Regions from separate parts of the Oryctolagus cuniculus genome. Here region 1 is linked to region 2. A link is a contact called in public Micro-C data. All regions are on one chromosome and are shown on one strand. The core of a region is the stretch at or near the end of the contact, and the rest is flanking DNA. Distances in the headings are between cores, read along the strand shown.

Region 1 (4,057 bases), core at 436-2,935, 290 kb after region 2:
ATGAGTGAAGAGACTGTGATATGAGGTCAAATTGGTGTAACTTGGTCTAGTTGCCTGCAGCCAGGAAAACTTGGTGGGTTGAAAATTTAACACAGGAGAGACCGGCGCCTTGGCTCAGTTGGTTAATCCTCCACCTGTGGCGCCAGCATCCCATATGGGCGCCGGGTTCTAGTCCAGGTTGCTCTTCTTCCAGTCCAGTTCTCTGCTGTGGCCCAGGAGGGCAGTGGAGGATGGCCCAAGTGCTTGGGCCCTGCACCCGCATGGGAGACCAGGAAGAAGCACCTGGCTTCTGGCTTCAGATCGGCGCAGCGCTGAACGTAGTGGCCAATGGAAGGAAGACCTTTCTCTCTTTCTGTCTCTCTGTCTGTAACTCTCTCTCTCTCTCTCTCTCTCTCTCTCTCTATATATATATATATATATATATATATATATATATAAAACACAAGAGAGCTTGGGGACCTGGCTACATAATAGTTTAGGGCTTATCCTGTATCTAACTTTTAGTTTTTCTTCTTTAGTCTTGTGGCAGTATTTCTCTCTTCCTTCTTGATAATCCTTTCGTCTACCCTTCTTTTCCTTTTTTATTGTTCCTACATGCCTTTATTTCTCTCTGCCTATTCATGACCCCAAACTCACTGCTATGACAACATTCACATATTTTGTACAGAGTATATCCACCATTCTCCTGTGTTTCTTGAAAGTCAATTTGATATATAGAACCCTTGCCAGTCCTAGACTATTATCCCTTCTGCCTTCTTAAGATTCCTAGGAATATGTGAAGCCTAGAAAAGACTTTTAGCAACTATAAGAAATTGCTTTCCTTTAATGACAGCCTTTCTCCAGTTATTTTCTGAGAACATGTGCTAATGGAAGAGGTGGAAATTTTATTATCTCTTGTCAATAAACCTAATTAAAACATGCCAAATACTTTCCAATGTTGCCCTGGGTTAATGTAACCTCTTGATTACCATCATCTTGATAGTGAGGATGGCATCAGTGAATGCTAAATGCTAGTGGAGTGGTTGGGGTTAGCTTAGAACGTTCTGCTCCTGAGTTGATGATTCACATCCTAATGCCTGCCAAGAGCAGAGTTGTCTTGTTCTGTCCCCCAGCTAAGCACTTATTAGAACCATCAACAGCATGCCACCAGGCAAACAAGGATTCTGACTTACACTTTCTCTTAAAAATGAAATAAATTAAATGTTTCTGAAATAGATAATTAAATTTAAATTTCTACTTGATTATGCCCAAATTTATAGAAAAGACATTGCATAAACACTTCTTAAAACTCTGGCCGGCACCTCAGCTCAGTAGGCCTCTGCCTGCATGCTGGCACCCCGGGTTCTAGTCTCGGATGCTGCTCTTCCAGGCCAGCTCTCTGCTGTGGCCCAGGAGTGCAGTGGAGGATGGCCCAGTTCCTTGGGCCCTGCACCCACACGGGAGACCAGGAGAAGCACCTGGCTCCTGCCATTGGATCAGCGTGGTGTGCCGGCAGCAGCGGCCATTGGAGGATGAACCAACGGAAAAGGAAGACCTTTCTCTCTGTCTCTCACTGTCCACGCTGCCTGTCAAAAAAAAAAAAAAAAAAAAAAAAAAAAAACCTCTAACATTAGGTCCCGCCCCTCTGGCTCCTGATTGGCCCTTGGGCCCCGGGCCGCCGAGAACGGATTTGAAACCCGAGCCCGGGCGACCACTTCCTCCCGGGCCCGGGCGGGGGACGGAGGCGGCGTCGGCCGGCGGCGCGGGCGGCAGGTGAGGGCCGGAGCCCTGGGGTCCTGGGGTTGTCGGGGACCGGGCAGAACCGGCGCCGGCCGGCCTGGGCGGGGGAAGGGGCGGGAGTGCCGAGCTTTTCCCGTTTCGGACTTTGCGAACTTTTTTTTTTTTTTTGGAGTTGGGATTTTTTTTCCCAGGGGCCTCCGGGGCGCGAGTTCTTTGTGGAATCCGCACACACATTCCAGCGGCTTGGATGCCCCTCCCTTTGTACGTGCGCGCGGTTGATGGACAGCCAGCGTCGCCATGGCAACGCGCGGTTTGATGGACAGCCAGTGTCGCCCTGGCAACGCGGGGCCCTCTGCTGAGCACTGACCTGGATTCCGGGCGGCGGCCGAGGGAGGCTGGGCCTTCCTGGCATTGTGTGGCCGTCGGCGGAAGAGGTGGGGGTGGGTGTTCGGGCTGGGCTCTCAGGGGGCTCTCAGGGCCGGCCTGGGCTCTAGGGGCCAGCCTGGGCTCTAAGGGCCATCCTGGGCTCTCGGGGATAGCCTGGGCTCTGTGGGCTAGCCTGGGCTCTGAGGGCTAGCCTGGGCTCTAAGGGAGCTTTGTGGGCTAGCCTGGGCTCTGAGGGCTAGCCTGGGCTCTGTGGGCTATCCTGGGCTCTAAGGGGGGCTCTAAAGGCTAGCCTGGGCTCTAGGAGCCATCCTGGGCTCTGTGGGTAGCCTGGGCTCTAAGGCGGCTCTAAGGGCCATCCAGAGCTCTGTGGGCTATCCTTGGCTCTCAGGCTAGCCTGGGCTCTAAGGGGGGCTCTCGGGGCTAGCCTGGGCTCTGGGGGCCAGCCTGGGCTCTCAGGGCCGCCCGGCCCCCCTCTCCCGCCCGCAGGTCGCCGCCGGGCCGCCCCGGCCGCCGGCCTGACCGCGATGGACGCGCCGGAGCCGCCCCGCCCCGCGTGCGCCCCCCCGGACGTGGCCGCCGCGTGCCCCGCCCCCCCGGACATGGCCGCCGCGTGCCCCGCCCCCTCCCCGGGCTGTGTCCTGTGCCAGTTCTGCGAGCTGGACCCGGCCCGCGAGGCCGCCAAGACGTGCGTGACGTGCGCCGTGTCCTACTGCGCGCCCTGCCTCCGCGCCACGCACCCCAACAAGTGGCCGTTCACCGGCCACCGGCTCGCCGAGCCCATGCCGGACGCGCACCTGCGCGGGCTGCAGTGCCCGGAGCACGAGGACGAGAGGGTCAGCCTGTACTGCGCGGCCGACGACCAGCTCATCTGCGCGCTCTGCAAGCTCGTCGGCCGGCACCGCGACCACCAGGTGGCGGCGCTGAGCGAGCGCTACGACAAGTGGAAGCAAACCTTGGAGACCAACCTCGCCCACCTGGTCAAGCGGAACTCGGAGCTGGAGGCGCAGCTGGGCAAGCTGATGCAGACCTGCCAGCTCGTGGAGGTCCACGCCGCGCGGCAGGAGGCCCGGCTGGGCGAGGAGTGCGACCTCCTGGTGGCCGTCGTCCAGCAGCGGCGCGAGGCCATCGGCGCCAAGATCCGGGAGGGCAAGGCCGTGCGGCTGCGTAAGCTGGCCCAGCAGATCGCCAGCTGCAAGCAGTGCGTGGAGCGCTCGGCCGCCCTCATCGCCCAGGCCGAGCTGTCACTCAAGGAGGCCGACCACGCCCGCTTCCTGCAGACGGCCAAGAGCATCACCGAGAGGGTCTCCATGGCGACCGCCTCCTCGCAGGTCCTGCTCCCCGAGATCAACGTCAGCGACGCCTTCGACAGCTTCGCCCTGGACTTCTCCCGGGAGAAGAAGCTGCTGGAATCTCTCGACTACCTCACAGCGCCCGGGCCGCCCGCCCTCCGCGAGGAGCTGTGCACGGCCTCCCACGACACCATCACCGTGCACTGGGCCTCGGACGACGAGTTCAGCGTGGGCTCCTACGAGCTGCGGTACTCGGTGCTCACCGGCCCGGCCAACGTCGCCAGTCTGTGCAGCTCGGCCGACAGCTGGATGATCGTGCCCAACATCCGGCAGAACCACTACACGGTGCACGGGCTGCAGAGCGGCACCCGCTACGTCTTCCTGGTCAGGGCCATCAACCAGGCCGGCAGCCGGAGCAGCGAGCCCGGGCGGCTCAAGACCAACAGTCAGCCGTTCAAACTGGACCCCAAGTCGGCGCACCGCAAGCTGAAGGTCTCGCACGACAACCTGACGGTGGAGCGGGACGAGGCCTCGTCCAAGAAGAGCCACGCCCCCGAGCGCTTCTCCGGCCAGGGCAGCTACGGCGTCGCCGGGAACGTGTTCATCGACAGCGGCCGGCACTACTGGGAGGTGGTGCTCGGCGGGAGCACGTGGTTCGCCGT
Region 2 (4,009 bases), core at 521-3,020:
TATGAAGATACACTAGAGGGCAAATTTCACAATGTGCCTGGAGTCACTGCAGCTCTTGCCCCATGACCTGTCACAGCAGGCGTGAGACCACCGGGGAAGGCCGCCCCAGCTAACCTGGGGGGAGCAGAGCCCTTCCGCAGTGCACCTCCCAGGCCTCACTCAAGTTCCACAGAGTTGCTAGGAGATGGCCCTGGCTGGGAGCTGTCAGCCTACACTGGCTCTACATTTCCTCAGGTTTTCCCTTCCACATCAGGAAAACACAGGGAGCTACCTTTTTGCCTGAGCCATGACGACAATCTCATGGAAGAACCAGTCTCCGCAAAGCAAAATGAAATATAAAACAGCTTAAAGCCACAGCTATGAAGAACTACATTTTCCATGGCTCAGGACCTAGGCTTCCCAACAGTACCCTGGAATGAGGCTTCACCTTGACTAACCTTGAAGTGTGATGCATTATTAACCCTTTACTTTTCAACCAAGAGTGACTGGCTACAGGCTGCACTTCGTTTTCCTTTACCCAAAAAAAAAAAAAAAAAAAAAAAAAAAAAAACCATATATTATAGCTTCTTCCATTTCAAAATGTCAGCCGAGCACGATTTCCCTGACTCATTCTCCAGCCTGTTCACACAGATCCTCCCAACCTGCATCAGCCCCTCCTCAGGGCTCCCCCAGTGACTGCAGCAGAGGGGCTGCTGCCGGTGATGATGATGATGATGATGACACTGGAGAAGGGGGAGGGGGCAGTGATGCCGCAGGGGGGAGTTCCCTCCCTCCCTTCCGCAGTCACGACTCAGACTCATAGATTTGCCTACAACTCTGCCCTTCAAAATGACCTTTTCAGAAAAAAAAAAAAAAGTCACCCTTCTGGGGTAAGGAGGCAGAGAGCAGGTAAGAGATCTAATTTAGGGCAGGGGGGACAACCAAGTCCATGCAACCAAGCAACAGGCTGCACAAAATCTTAGGAGATGAGCTGCCTCTCCGACTGGGCCATTTATTTCCTAGACTAATGGATGCTTTACTGTAATCAACCCAAGCTACTGATCCGCATCTGTCTATGTGGACCAGGAAAACCACCAGACTTTGCCATGTTCCGGGCCAGCACTCTGAAACGGAGCCCCGACATGGAGCTGGGCTGGGGCGGCTCTGGCCAGGCTACTGGGGGAAGCTCTGGCCATCGCTATGAAATACTGCAGTGAGGTCGGAGTCTTCTACTCCTTCCCTCTCGTCTCTCTCTTCCTGGGCGCCTATCAAGACTAGGTGCAAGATGCTATGCCACAGAACCCCGCCTGCAGTACATTCATGGACCTCCCATGAGGTTCTCTCGCAGCCCCAAATCCCCCCCCCCTTTTTTTTGATGGACCTGGGACACGGCCACAGGGCGACCACAGCCAGTCTCCCGGCACCTGGTCGTTCCCCAGAGCCAAAGGCTCGAACGGCGCTCACGGTGGGGCGGGCTACACATTACCAAGAGACCAGACGGGCACAACACACACAGCCCTTGATCAGGCGAGCTCCCGCAGCCACCCCGCGCCTGGCGACGAGCCCGGGCCAGTGCGACCCGCGCAGCGTCCCCTGCCCGTCCGCAGGGCCTGCGCTAGCGATGCGCCGCCGGCACCGGCAGGGCGCGCGGGGGGCGAGAGCCGCACACTCGGTACTTACACCAGCTGCCGCCGGTCCTGCCCAAAAACTCCTTCTTCTCCGAGTTCCAGATGAATTTCTTCCAGCTGCCTTCCTCCTTGGCTTTCCCGCGGGCCATGGTGGCGGGTCAGCGGCTGCCGGACTGCGGCGTGCGCCTCGCGTGCTCCTGTCGGCGTGCGGGCCCGGCTCTCGCAGGCTGGACGCGCCGCTGCCGCTGCGGCTCTCCGAGTGCGAGACGCGCGACCGCGGAGCCCAGGCAGCGGCGGGGGGCGGGGGCGGCGACGCGCGGGGGCGGAGGAGGGGGAGGGACGCGCGGGCCGGGCGGCTGCGAGCCCCGCACCTATTGGTGGGCGCGCGGCCGCTCCCCGCTCCCTTTGGTCCTCCGCTCACTCCTCTCGCTTTGGGGGGAGCTCCACGCACCCGCAGCAGCCGCTCCCGCCGCCACGGGGCCCCCGCCCGCTGTGACCTCTGCAGAGACAGGCAAGCAGCAGGGGAAAAAGGACGCACAGGCGGACCGCGGGCCCTGCAGCAGCGCGCCCGCCAAGAGCGGAGAACCTGGCCGGGGGCGCGGGCCCTACCTTTACTATATACCGCGCCCCGGCCGCCTGGGCCCCGCCCACCGGCCTCCCACCCGGCCAATCGCCGCGCGGGGGCGGGGCCCGGGACCCGGGAGGGCGGGCGCGGGGTCGGCACAAAGGAGCCGCCCGGGCGCGCGGGCCTGGCTGGGGAGCCGGCGCGCGGAGGAGGGCGGAGGGCGGAGGACTGAGGGCGGAGGGGGCGGCGTGGATACCCTCCTCCTCGTCCCTGCGGGGCGCAGACCCGCCCCGCCCCGCGAAGGTGGGGTGGTCTGCCCTGGAGTCGTTCGGAGCCCCGCGGACGCCGGGGACCCCGGCCCGGCGGCCCTGAGCTGGTCCCGTCAGCCGCGCTGCAGGTCCACCTCTCGAAGGCCCCGGCGGGGCGGGGGCAAGGTCACTCTGGGACGCTCGTGGGTCGGGGACTCTGCCCAGCTCCGCCCTGCCTCTCTGCTCCTGCACCTGCCGCCCCCTCGCTGTCCAGGCCACTGCGGTTGCAGTTCCGGCCCGGCCCTGCGCCCGGGCCCGCCCAGCCGGCAGCCCGGGTTCCCGAGAGTCGGGCTGTGCTCCTTGTGGGCGGCCTGAGCCACCTTGAGCAGGACGGTTGCCAAACCCATCCAGCGAGGTAGCCTGGAGCCAGGACTCGGGAGGGGTACCCCGGGTGAGTCGTCCTATGGAAACCGGATGCGGTTCAAGCCAGTCCAGACCCAGGCGACAGTGTCTGCACGTGACCCAGCGCCCTCGGTGCCAGTCCGGAGACTGGTGTGCTCACTGGCATGCTCTTATTCTCCTTGGGGCACCGACCGCTCTGTTCTGTACAATTCCTGCAGCCAAAGAGCATTTGGGATCACCCAGCTCCTACGGGAAGAAGGTGCAGGGCAATCAGTACTGTATGCCTCCTCATGCTTTTTCCAACCAGCGCCTCCCCTTAGCCCGGAGCAGCTTCACACCTCCCTCTCAGGGCCATGACACAGCAGAAAACGCTGGGATCCTCCTGCAGTCACTGCAGAGAAGCCCCGTCCCCAGGGACCAGGTGGCCCGTGGTGGAAAGAGGCACTTCCCAGCCCCATAGCAAGGAACTACCCAATACAGTGGTGCATGTCCAGGTCACCTTACTGTCCCCAAGGTCAGCCTGGCAGGCCTTGGGACAGGCTTGAACTGAAATAGAATGAACTCTTTCCCACAAGTCCTCTCAAAGCCCACCAGACAAACCCGAATGTTCCTGAAATGGGGGTGGGGTGGGCAGCCACCTATTCACCCAGCCCCAGAGGGGCTCCTGTGGGATTCTGTCAAGGGCAAGCTTGAGAACAGCCTGTTGAGAAAGGCAGCCAGCCTGCTGTGCCCCTGCAGTGTTTATGTTGGAAAAGCCCCAATTGGTAGAACTGCGGAAAGAGGCTGCACCTGCAAGGAGAAGTCACCTTAGGGAAGAGTTTCCATCGGACCCAGCCCTGGGAAGGGCCTGTGTTTGTCGGTTGTCCACTACAGCAAGAGGGAGGAAAGGCTGTGGATAGAATCGGCACAAAAATTGGGGCAGGGGCTGGGGGAGGGAAGGTAACATGGGGAGGGCCGAGGCCAATCAGGGAGGTTGGGGTGCCCTTCCTTGTGTCCACAACACCCCGTTCTTCCCATCTTCCTCTCTCGTGATAGAGCAGAGTATGTGGAGACAGGCTTACACTAACAAATTTTTAATTAGAATGCCCTTTTTTCATATTAAAAAAAAAAAGAAATGCCCTTCCTTAGCTCTCCGGGGGGGACTAGCAAAAGTCAAGTCCTCTTGTCCTCAGCCAATTGTCTTCCCC

What was found. A called contact is a pair of places that touch in the nucleus more often than the background predicts.
Region 1: a contact with region 2 is called in a Micro-C map of ear pinna, with 4 times the contacts expected there. The contact joins the promoter of LOC127493550 here to the promoter of ATP1B1 in region 2. A contact is called at or near these places in 3 of 6 Hi-C or Micro-C datasets (ear pinna, embryonic fibroblasts and psoas muscle).

Annotation. Positions count from the first base shown.
Region 1 is chr7:29,906,774-29,910,830 of mOryCun1.1, forward strand. LOC127493550 (E3 ubiquitin-protein ligase Midline-1) reads left to right here and starts at 1,686. Exons shown (of 2, transcript XM_070077378.1): 1 at 1,686-2,153; 2 at 2,593-4,057. The coding sequence starts at 2,631.
Region 2 is chr7:29,615,318-29,619,326 of mOryCun1.1, forward strand. ATP1B1 (ATPase Na+/K+ transporting subunit beta 1) reads right to left here and starts at 1,771. Exons shown (of 6, transcript NM_001082073.1): 1 at 1,660-1,771. The coding sequence starts at 1,756.